Regions from separate parts of the Sus scrofa genome. Here regions 1 and 2 are each linked to region 3. A link is a contact called in public HiChIP or PLAC-seq data. All regions are on one chromosome and are shown on one strand. The core of a region is the stretch at or near the end of the contact, and the rest is flanking DNA. Distances in the headings are between cores, read along the strand shown. Region 1 has its middle 75 kb from the start of EGFR. Region 2 has its middle 54 kb from the start of SEC61G. Region 3 overlaps EGFR (epidermal growth factor receptor).

What was found. HiChIP or PLAC-seq counts read pairs in DNA pulled down with a chosen protein or histone mark.
Region 1: a contact with region 3 is called in an H3K27ac HiChIP or PLAC-seq map of skeletal muscle. The contact joins two enhancer-like sites. A contact is called at or near these places in 1 of 47 Hi-C or Micro-C datasets (omental adipose tissue) and 1 of 2 datasets of contacts at active chromatin or transcription factors (skeletal muscle).
Region 2: an H3K27ac HiChIP or PLAC-seq map of skeletal muscle shows a contact between it and region 3. The contact joins two enhancer-like sites. A contact is called at or near these places in 1 of 47 Hi-C or Micro-C datasets (epiblast stem cells) and 1 of 2 datasets of contacts at active chromatin or transcription factors (skeletal muscle).

Annotation. Positions count from the first base shown.
Region 1 is chr9:139,225,072-139,229,095 of Sscrofa11.1, reverse strand. No RefSeq gene overlaps it. Among named protein-coding and RNA genes, the nearest start is that of EGFR, 75 kb to the left of the region's middle. Within about 2 kb of position 2,030, at least 5 of the 83 cell types and tissues checked have an H3K27ac peak or open chromatin away from gene starts, as enhancers often do. A contact at or near this core is called in skeletal muscle, where this site is marked.
Region 2 is chr9:139,187,974-139,191,637 of Sscrofa11.1, reverse strand. No RefSeq gene overlaps it. Among named protein-coding and RNA genes, the nearest start is that of SEC61G, 54 kb to the right of the region's middle. Within about 2 kb of position 1,442, at least 30 of the 83 cell types and tissues checked have an H3K27ac peak or open chromatin away from gene starts, as enhancers often do. A contact at or near this core is called in skeletal muscle, where this site is marked.
Region 3 is chr9:139,380,962-139,384,701 of Sscrofa11.1, reverse strand. The region is part of intron 1 of EGFR (epidermal growth factor receptor); the gene reads right to left. Among named protein-coding and RNA genes, the nearest start is that of EGFR, 80 kb to the right of the region's middle. Within about 2 kb of position 1,356, at least 16 of the 83 cell types and tissues checked have an H3K27ac peak or open chromatin away from gene starts, as enhancers often do. A contact at or near this core is called in skeletal muscle, where this site is marked.

The sequences.
Region 1 (4,024 bases), core at 781-3,280, 160 kb after region 3:
GCAGCATGTAAATCCGTGGTACAGCGCACCCCACGTGGTCCTCTCCTCTCCTGGAAACTGGAAGGGAAGTTAGCGTACCCCACAGGAGCCCGCCAGCCACGAGCACCGTCGCCTCCCGGCCATCTTCAGCGTCAGCGACGCCGTGCCGGTGCCTGTGGTGGGAGTATTGGCACTATAGACATTAACGAATGCTGCAATCAGGGACTTCCTTTGAGCCGTCCCAAACCTGTGAGCCAGTCACCTATCTACTGGCACTCGACTGCATACCTCCTGTGGAAATTCTCGCCTTACTGGATCAAGTCAGTTGAAAGTGAAGGATGAGAAAATCAAACTGAATTACATCGTGAGGACACGTGTTATTTGGCAAGCTGGGAGTTCAGAAGCCAAGCCCGAGCTGGTTGACTCAGTGCTCAATGCTGTCGTCAATGACAGGTTCTTTTCATGGCTCTGTTCTGCTGTTCACAGGATTTGCTTCGCCTTAAAGCTGGTTTCTTTTTTGATTGTTGGATGGACTGTCCAGTGTGGGGAGAGGTAGACCCTCCCCTGGACCACAGAACCTGTTTTTCCCCTTGCGTGACTGACACACTCAGGTCAAGACAGCAGATAAGGCAGGCTCAAGCCTCAGTCCCTGCAGCATCTGCGGGGATGCAGGGATTCGTGCGGCTGGCTGAATAAAGTCGGGGTTCTTCTAGGCTCAGATATTATCTCCTAGGTAGGCAAAAGAAGAGGATAAAAAAGAAAAGCTTCAAAATAATAGAAACAGTAAGTAACAGAAGCACATTTACATAAAAAGCAATGTGTGCATGTGCATGAGCGTGCATGTGTGTGCTTGTGTGTGTGTGTCTATATCCGATGTTGAGGTGCGTGGAGGGAGAAGGGGGAGGGAGAGGGAGCCATGGTCCCGTCGAGGGGTGGATCCAACCTGCTGTGTGGCTTTGAGCCAGAGGCCACGGCATCATGTCCTCGGGTCGTCGTCTGTGCAGGAAGGATAACAGGGTCTCCTTTACGGGGTTGTCGTGAGGTTAAACGGAAGGATGTCTGCAAAGCTCACAGGACGGTGCCCAGCAGATGCCAAACACTCTGTAAAGGAATATTGATGTTTCCCTTTCCTTTCCCTGTTATTATATGTGCACGTCTAGCTGAAAGGTGGATCGCGTTTGTTAGGTAATAAAGGAAAGTAGTGGCCAGGCAACGAGAGCGCCAGGCTTCGGCGAGGACCTAGTATATTCGGTGAGTGTGGGGTCCTCTGTGGGCTGAGGCAGTGGCTGGATGGGAGGGGCCCCGCCAGGGGACACTCACTGTCTGGCATTACAGCGTCTTTCAGGGTGTACTTTAAAGGACACAGTTTGTGCTTGTCTAAGAAACAAATGTAAAGGTACTTTTCCTTGCAAATATGATTTTGTACTTAGTGCAACAGAGTGAGGATTTTTCTTATCATCCCATTTATTGCCTTGAATGACCTATTCTTTCTTGTTATAGAGAGCCCACTGCAATTTGATAAAATGTTATCATATATATTTTAAAATTACCTTCAGCTTCCATGTCATATGAAACCACCTACCTGCCACTTTCAAAATATCCAGCCTCTGTGGAAGCTGTTGGTGTATGTTTTACCTTCACCGGCATAGGAACATTTTCCTTCAGTGGTCTTGAGTTTGCATGTGTTTTGACATCTTAGTTTTAAATTTAACGGTACATCATAAGCTCACATTTATATATTCCCCCAATACTGCCATGCCGCATTCATGTTATAGTGATCAGATGGACTCTAGGACGGGTCCCTGGGTTGTCAGCGCAGTGAGGTCCCCTCGCCTGTGCCTGGAAAGACCCTAAATTCTGCTGAGATGTGCCCTGATTCAGGAGCTGCTACACCCGTGCGTGCTGATGAGGGTTTTGTTTCTCTGAGTTAAGGAAGAAGCCAAGTCCAGGGCTGAGTCCAGGGCATTCCTGGCTCGGAGCGCGGCCAGGCTGTCCGTCTTCAGACGAGGGCTCCCGCCGGGGGAGGGACGGGGCACTGGGCTCCCCGCTGAGCCGGGCAAGGACAGGGCACAGCTGCTGGTGCTGTCGTGTGGGAGCTGATGCGGGAACACCATAGTGACAGAGGCGGCTGCCAGAGAACCCGGGGGGCAAAATCCTGCCTGAAAGGACAGGAAAGCAACACTGGCCAGTTGGTGCCCAAATGCCCATTAGGTAGAAGACAGAGTGGGTTACAGATCAATACGAAAAGAGAGAAAATGCAAATCAGTCGTCGTCCAGTGACTAAACAAATTATATTAAACCAACAAATAATTACCGGTCCCCAGTGTTTCCAGCGCAATGTGCTGGGAGACAGAGGGCCGGCCTGGGGAGGGACCGGACTCGGGGTCAAGCCCAGCTCTGAAGTTTGATGCGGACTTTGGCCAAACTCCAGTGCTCCTCTGCCATTCGATGGCACGTTTGTAAAGCACATAAAGTAAAAGTTTACCGTAAGTGAAGTATGCTGAAAATTAATGAAAACATCAGGTGTTTAGTGCTGGCAGCGTAATGAACAAGCCAGCACCTGCTCACAGAAACAAGAGACGGTTAAGAGATTAAGGCGGTCTGATGGAATGACACTCCCGGTTTTGTAAGATGACCCTCAAAAGGTGTTAACCGCTGAAGTCCCTTATGAATCATAAGAGAAAAGCTGATTTCTGTTTGTGTCGTTTTGATATCAGGTTTGCTATGTATTCCTTCAGGCACTCTATTTGGAGTACATAGCATGTGATAAATATTTAATTGTCTGAAAATTAAACTAACCAACATGCTCTACTTGTTCTGGATAAATAATTTGCTCTTATTAATTCTAATGTAAAAGCTATACTCTCGGGAGTTCTTGTTGTGGCGCAGCAGAAGTGAATCTGACTAGTATCCATGAGGATGCAGATTCGACCCCTGGCCTCGATCATTGGGTCAGGGATCCGGCTTTGCTGTGGCTGTAGTGTAGACTGGCAGCTGCAGCTCCGATTCTACCCTTAACCTGGGAACTTCCATATGTCACAGGTGCAGCCCTAAAAAAAAAAAAACTATATTCTCTTTTTTTTCCTGGTTATTTATTTTTTTTTATGTTTTCAATGTGGTTTATTTTTCTTCCTTTTATATCCCTTTGATTATTTTTTAAAATTTTTATTGGGGTATAGTTGATTTACAATGTTGTATTAGCTTCAGGGTTACAGGAAAGTGAATTTCTGATTATAAGAGAATGGTCCACTCAGTAGAAAACTTGGGAAGCAGGTGAAGCTATAGAAATGCAGAGAAGAAAATATCTATACCTCCACATCCAGGAAACAATTTTATTTAACATCTGGAATATTTTTTCTAGAGTTTTCCCCTTGCATTTTTTTAGGGTAATTGAATTCATACTGTACATAGTTTAAATTTTGCTTTGACTTTGTGTTATTTAAAGGTGTTTTCCCCTGGCAGAGGGAAATTAAATTAAATGTAATATTTTAAAGTTGCTTTCCATTTCATTGATATATTATGCTTTAATTGTCTATGACTGTATTATAGAGAGGTTTTTAATGTTTTCTTTATTAAAAATAACCCTGGGTTGGATTTGTTTGGCTTAAATACCTGTCCACATTTTAGATTATATAAGTTCCTCAGAAGTGGAATTACCGTGTCAGTAAGTATGAAAAATAACAGCATTCTTGTCAATATTGCCAAAATTCTTTTCAGAAAATTTCTGCTTGACGCTCACTAGCAGTTTCCGAGGGCATCCGCTAACCTCTGTTTATTTCCGCTCTGAAAACTAACATTTGAAATCACCTCATTTTAATTAAAAGGTTTTCATAATTAGGAAGCTGATACCTTTCAAATGCGTACTAACCATTTGTAGCTTATTTTATGTTGTGGTTTATTGGTTCCTGACCTTTGTTCAGAAGTTGGCCATTTGTGGGCGCTGGATGGGTACGCGGTTTGGACCAACTCATCCACTAAGAGCAAGAGGCAGGGGTCGAGTGAGGTCAGCCAGGCCGCCCGCGATTCGGGAGTGCTTGGCCGAACG
Region 2 (3,664 bases), core at 193-2,692, 190 kb after region 3:
TGATAATTGATTGTTGAATTCGTACACACTGAGCCCTGCGGTGGCCATGAGACTCTATCGGACAGACCAACTACAGAGCAGGTCATTGACCCAATTTCCTTAGCAGCCATGCTCTGAAATTTCCTGCCGAGTTTACCCAGTGCAGGTCCCCAGGCACCCCTCCCAGCCCATGACTTAATGCAGGCATTCCCGGGAGATGCTGGACCCTTTCCTGGCTAGCCTTGGCTGCAGGGCCTCCCTGCAGCCTTACAAAGCTTGCAAGTACGGCCAGCATTCCGGGGGTGCTTGCAACCCCTCCCCTACTCCTTCACTCGAGTAAGACTTGCATCATGCTGCCCACTCTGCCCCCCCAGCTTTTGTGCAGGTGCTTTGCTTCTTCCCTTCCCAGCAACTGCTTCTTAGAGGACCTGGACTAACGCAGGAAACGCTCTCCGTTACAGTCGGTCCTGGAGGAACACGATCACACGCCTTTGGGAGCTTAGAGGAGAGAAATGCAACAGTTCAAAAAATCAGGATATTGCTTCATGGACTCAGCTTTGTCACTGAGTTTGCCAGTGGTATTGGGGGGAAGCCTGTGGGAGGAGGAGGGGGAGGGATGGGAAAAGGAGCCTCTCATCCCTGCATAATGAACGGGTGAGTTTGCTTTTGAAATCTTCAGGCTCAGGTTTCTTTGAAGGGTTGGGTACACATTAATTTCTTCTCTTTATTTGCCCTTGAATTATTCATTCTGTTCCTTTTGTGCGGCTTTGTCCTGCGCGGAGACGGTATGCACAGTTGGGTTTTGTGACCTCCCTCTCTGACCCCTGGTCATCAGTTCATTCCTTCACTTCGGGTCCTGGGACTGCTCCCCACATCTCCTGCCATATCAACAGCAGGACAATGTGCAGTATCAGATTTGCTCTTCTTTCTCCAACAAACACTTTGGTTTGGCTCTTGTGATTTTGCTTTCCAGGCAGTCTCTTCTTGCCTCAGCTCAAGTTTCTCTTTTTTAAGAGTTTGGAACAAATGTATTTGAAAATATTCTTGTTTCCTGCAGTAAATCTATTTTAGGGCAAGTTTTCCATTCAAGCCCGGAGACCTGGTCTGCCCTCTCTAGGGTGGCACATCCATCTTTACGGCCTTGCTCTGTGTTATCCTGCCTCCCAGGAACGGGGTCAGGAGCCCCCGCCTCCCGCCGAGCGCAGGCAGGAGTCTGAAAATCGCGCGCCCCGAGGACGGTCCCTTGTTCCCAGGGGCAGCGCGTGAAGCCAGAGGCGGCAGCTGGGAAGGGACAAGGGAGACGTCAAATGACGCCACGGAGCGCCCGCGCCTTGGCTGAGGAAGGGGGAGCATCTGGGGCCGAGGCTCTGGGACAGACACCAGAGAAACCAGATGGAAGAGCAACAGAAAGTGGGCGGCAGGGCCTGGGGAGGTGCTCGGAGGCAGAGAGTTTGTCAACAGCGAGTCCTCAGGGAGGGCTGGCAGCGCCGGCCGGGCGGGAAGGAAGCTGCTAGAGGTGCCAGTCTGGTCTAGACATGCGTGGTGATTATTCCGGTGTGTTTCTCCTAGAACGAAGAGACTCCTCCAGACCTTTGTTTGTTTTGTTCAGTTTTAGCAGCCAGCACGCCAGGTCTCCGCGGGGCCCTGCTGCTGCGGAGCAGCCGGAGAGGGGCCGTGAGGCCTGCAGGCAGGTCCCCTCGGGCTGAGCAGAGCAGCCGCGGAGGCGCGGCCCTGGGGGTTCGCGAGGCAGCAGGCGGGGTGGGTCCGGGCTTCCAAGCTCCTCTGCCCGCCCTTGTCCGTGCTCGGCCCCGAAGCGCAAGGCGAAGGCAGCCGCAGGGCGGCCGTGCCCGGCTCTCCTGCCGCCCCCGCCTGCCGGGCGAGCCCAGCCCAGACGCGGGGCGCTCCGCAGACCCGCTCCGCAGACCTGCTCCGCGTTCAGCTTCAGCTCCTGCGGTTTTAAAAGCGCTTCACACACGTTGCTCTTTTCACAGGTTCCCCCCTTTGTATGGACGGCGGGGGACGGGAGCCTGTGACATTCGTGCGCCAGCCTGGCTCCCGGGCCTGGCTCCCAGCTCAGCCTGGGCTGCTCTGGCGCCTGGACGGCCAGGCACTGCTCTGGCTCAGGGCGAACAGCACTTGCGGCTTGCGGTCCACTTACTGCGTTTTCAAATCTGGTCCAAGCGGTGACCTCTTTAGTAAAATGGCCTCCAATTTTTGGTCTATGTTGACTCATATCCTTAATTTTCAACGATAAAGCAGCCCTTTTCCTATTTGTCTTCATGGCTACATTCTAATGGAGATTGAATGGCGCTTTTTACCTTTGTTTCTTTGGTTTGCGTTTTTGGTAACAACTAAGAAACAAATCTACTGCTTTGAATTTGGGTTTTCTCAAATGTGTTTTTCAAAGAACCGTCAGTGCTTCGTACAATTATATTACAGATCGTTTGAAGGCAAAAGGGCGAGGGTTGGCTCCCACAGCTGGTGCGTCATGGAAAGACCCCTGCTCGCAACCGCTGGCAGCTCAACTCTCACCCTTGATGCAAGACTGTTTCCTCCAGAGAAGAATGAAAGGAATGGGATAAAGGGGTTAGAGTCCATTTTTAGTTTTCCTATCCGCCTGGCTGTCAAAGCAACAAAATGTTAGAAGCTCTATTTGAAAGAAAATCACGTAGTACATTAATCTTTGTTATAATAATTATTTGTTAGTAGTACAATACTTTTCTGTTCTGATTGCCCCTCCGGAAGAAAAAGACCGCAGCCTTGGCTACTGACTCTCAGTATGTTCAGGGACCCTGGGGGGTGGGGGGACCTCTGAGTCCCCTTCAGAGGGTCTGAAAGGCGAGGATCCCTTTCAGGGCGGCACTGAGATGCTGTTTGCCTTTTCTCTCTCACTTTCTCAGGGGTGTATGATGGTGTTTTTCAAAGTCTGCTTGATATCCCAACAGATGAGTGCAGAGCCAACAAGGCACCCAGCTGTCTCCTGTCAAGACATTAAAGAGGCTTTGGCAAAATTGCGAAATGCTACTCTTCCCACTCATTTTTTGTTAAAAAATAGTTTTTTAAATACAAATGTTTTTTATTTTCATGTGCAATTTTTATTATTGTTATTTTAATGAATTCACTTTATAAAGTTATGCTTTGATTTTTGAGTACCGAAAATACTGGTAGAAATAACCCACGCATGTAGAGGCTCTTGCTGAAGTCCAGGCGAGGCGTGATGGCGTGTGGACCAAGGTTCAGACTCAGAGCCAGGGCTTTGATTTCGGAAGTGGTGAGAAGTGGCTGAGCAGTGGGTATTTACTACGGGGGTAAGGCGTGGCGCCAGGCTTCACCAAGGCCAAGTCAGGATGTCGGAGAGCCTTGATCAGAGAGCCTTGCTTTGTATCTCCCACCCTAAGACGGAAGGGAAGCATCTCCTCCACTGGCCTTGTGTCGCTTTCGGAGGAGCTCTGCTTGGAATCACTTACCTGCAGCTGTTGGCCTGCTGGAAAGTAGCTGTGAGCAATCACTAAGTTATTCACAGATTAAAATGAATATGTGGCTTAGGGCAACTGAGCTAGATGATAAATGACCACATGACGACCTGCATGTGGTAGCCAACTGATTTAGGAATACTTTCACTCTGATAAAGCCCTTTTCCTGGGACTTTGAGTTGCACTGTCAGCAATTCTTATATCTACTCACA
Region 3 (3,740 bases), core at 107-2,606:
ATCATTCTACAGATTCTTCTGTTTGGAAGAGCGTCGTCTGATGTCTACATTTCCTTAGCTATATTCCTTGCTCGGATCTGGACACTGGCACCTCATCCTTCCCAAAGCACTCCACCTGCATAGCTCTGTCTATATAAACATTTTTTCCTGAGATTGAGCTTCAAGTGAAAACTGCTAGCTGTTACCTCCATCTCTTAATGTGACACTTCAGGTTCATGCATGGTTAATTTTGCAAGGTTATCTTTACAAAAATGCACCAGAGAGCATTAGGAAAGTAGAGATATTTTAAGGTATATTACAATTATGAACCGCAATGAGGCCTCTAGTTAATTAAACCATAACATCAGTTAGTAAAGATGTGGTAGCCGATAGGATTTCACGAATCCCCATAGAGTAAACAGAGCCTGTTGACAGAGTATTGATTTCTAAGCAGATGAGGGCAGTGGCATCAACCACAAACGACTCAGCCTTGTTCAACCTTTGTGCCACAATTCCGGAAGCAAGGCCACAGAAAGCACCCGAGAGACAAGGTGAAGTGTGCTGGCTGGCAGAATCGGATCACAGGCATCCTCAAGAAGCTAGAATGAAGACGTGGCGCTAGCAGTGCTAATCTTTTTGTTGTTTGTTTGTTTGTTTTTACTCTGCCTGTGGCATGCAGAAGTTCCCAGACCAGGGATTGAACCCTTGCCACAGCCGTGACCCGAGCCACTGCAGAGATGCCAGGTCTTTAAGCCATGGTGCCACCAGGGAACTCCTCACAGGGACGAATGGCACGTGCTTCTACTTAGGATCCTAAGCCTGGTGACCTCGGGAGTGAGCTGCTGGGAGTGGTCAGCACTTCTAGTGGGCTGCCCGGGAACACCCGTCCCTTGGACAAATGACAGAGGGACGAGGTGTGAGGAGAGCCATGGGCTGGTTCTAAAGAGGGGGCTGCTCAGCCTCGGGAAGAGGATGCTCAGCTGACTTTAACTCTAGGGGGCGGGGCACGACAAAGACAATCCTCCTCCGAGGTGTCGCCGCCCAGAGGACAGAGGTAGGGCGCCACACAGGTCATGCGCTCAAGACCAAGGCTTTCAAGCTACTGCGGCTGCTGAAAACATGGAACACAGACCATCTCCGGTCAAGGTGAGATTCCTGGAGTTGGAAGAGTTCAGACGGATGTCCGGGCTCCACCAGCCCTGCCCCGACCGACCGAGGCCCGGGCGGCTCGGCTGCTGCTTCCGGCCGCGAGTCCCGCGAGCTCAGGACCCGGAGGACGCGGAGCCTCGGTCCAGGGCCTGGCGCTCTAAGGCAGCGAGTGGGGTCACCGCGGGGCACAGCTGTGCTGGCGCTGTGACAGCTTAGAAAGCAGACAGCTGGGGGGCGGGGGCTGCAGGCACGGGTCTCTTGGGGGCCCGCCCACCGAAGCCGGAGGGCCTGGCAGGGCGGATGCGTTCGGGATGCCATGCGCACCACTGTTGACGCACATCCCGGTCCAGGAGGACGGGAGGGAGGCACAGCTGCGACCAGAGCCGCACGGGCGCTGTGCCCTCGCCAAGCACTTGGCATATGCTTATGTGAGCAAACTGCCGCTCAGAGGAAGGCTCGGGAGCTTCTAGTGCTTCCCCTTCTCAAGGAGCATGAGCAGGTGCTCAAGGTGCAAGCCGCTCCGGGGAGGCTGTGGACATGCTGCGGGGCTGGCGGACAGCGCACACTGGCCACCAAGTTCTCAATGAAAGCTGACCTCTTTCTGACAAAGCTGGACTGCAGCCAGTGCTCCTAGACTCAGCGTCTCTTAGAAAATTTTAGAAAGAAAAGATTAAAACCACAAGATGCAGCCCACCTTGTCACACAGGTGGGCCCTGAGACACCGCGCTTTCCAGACCACAGACAAAAGCGAATACGGCAGCAAAGCAAGTCACACGAGGCTCTGCTTTCCCAGTCCCCACACCGGCTATGTTTACACTATACTGCAGTCTAGTGAGTGTGCAACTGCCTATGTCTAAAAATGTTCAAGCCTTAATTTAAAAAAAAATAGTGTATTGCCAAAACATCAGCTGACAACACAGGGTTACCACAAACCTTCAATCTGTGTAAAAAAAAAAAAAAAAAGGAAAAGGAAAACCAAAAACAAAACAGTATCTTTGAAGCTCAATAAAGCAAAGTGCAATAAAATGATGTCTGCCCATATCTGTAAACCCTGGCACACTTAATACACTGATTTCATCTCTGAGATTTTTTTTTTTTAAAAAGTCATTAGCCTATTTTCTTCTATCAGAAATGTTCTAGTTATACAGTTGAAAATGGAGCTCCTTCCTCTTTGTTTTACTTTTTTTTTTAATTCCACATCTGTTCACAGAAGTTGGCAGAAGACCCTGGGAGGACTGTGAAATCGTGCTTTCTCACAGGGGATCCTGGGAGGGGGAACATGATTGTCAGCAGAGGGCGCCTCCCCCCAGCCGCACCTCAGCGCAGGCACAGCCTCCTGAGGCTGCCCCGAGTCTCAGGAGAGGCACAGCTGGTGACACCCGGACACCCCTGGCCCAAGAGAGTGGCTTTGACAGCAGCTCTCCAGGCTGCTAAGTGCAAAAGACTCTTTTTTTCTACCTGGCGCCTGAATTTGTCCTGTGCCTCTGGGACCCAGTGTCCTGCTCAGCTCTTTGAAGCAACGACTTTGTCTTTTCACAGTGAGGGGCACTGCCCTGACTTTCAAGGTTTGTACCATCACGCTGATGTCCGACGCTGAAGGCCAGATGGGGGCTGCTGATTCCTAAAAGAATGTAGCACTTAAAAAAAAAAAAAAAATCACCCACTCCACAGTCTAAAACCAAAGGAGTCAGATGGGGTCACGCTACCCCGGGACGGCCACCTGTTAAATCATCTGAAAGGCCCATGTAATTGATGAGACGTGGGGAAGAGCAAGCCCAGTCTTCACAGCGTTCTGGGCACGGGGTTGCCAGCAGCTGAATTCCAGAGAGTAACTCAGCAGAGGGATGTGGACAAGGCGACATGTGCGCGTGTGAGCAGAGCAGTCGAGAGTCCCTAAAGTGACCTCTGGGAGGCCACACAGGCTCCCTCCCCGTGCCTCCTGCAGAGACCAGGGTTCTGGCGGCCGCCACATGGCCCAGGAGTCAGAAGACTCAGCGAGACAGCCGTCCACGAACTCTTCCTGGGTTCCTGTGGTCAGAGGTTATTTCAGTACTTCCTGACCCTTTTATCAAGTGAGAAAACCGAAGCTTCCAATCACAAAGAGATGACAGCTTGCCATCGCACACAGGGCCAGGTGTACCTGTGTTTGTTTCAAGTAATTTAATTATTTCGTTTGTTTAGTGTTGGAGGAACACGTTCTTTGATGCAAAATTGGGACTACAGATGAGCAAACAGCGGAAGACAGACAAAACCGAGGGTCCTCATAGGGTACTCAGACTTCCGGATCCTTTTCTTTTCTTTTTAGGGCTGCACCTGCGGCATATGGTTGTTCCCAGGCTAGGGGTGGAACTGGAGCTACAGCTGCTGGCCTGCACCACAGCCACAGCCACAGCCACAGCCATGCCAGATCCTTAACACACTGAGCAGGGTCAGGGATCACACCCGCATCCTCATGGATACTAGTCTGGCTCAGGTTCATTACCCCCGAGCCACAACAGGAACTCCTCAGAATTCTTCCTATGCATACATGTTAGACAGGGAATTTATTTATAAAAATATGACTTTACTACACTTGCCTTGGTTCATTTAATACACTGCCAAGTTTAAATTTA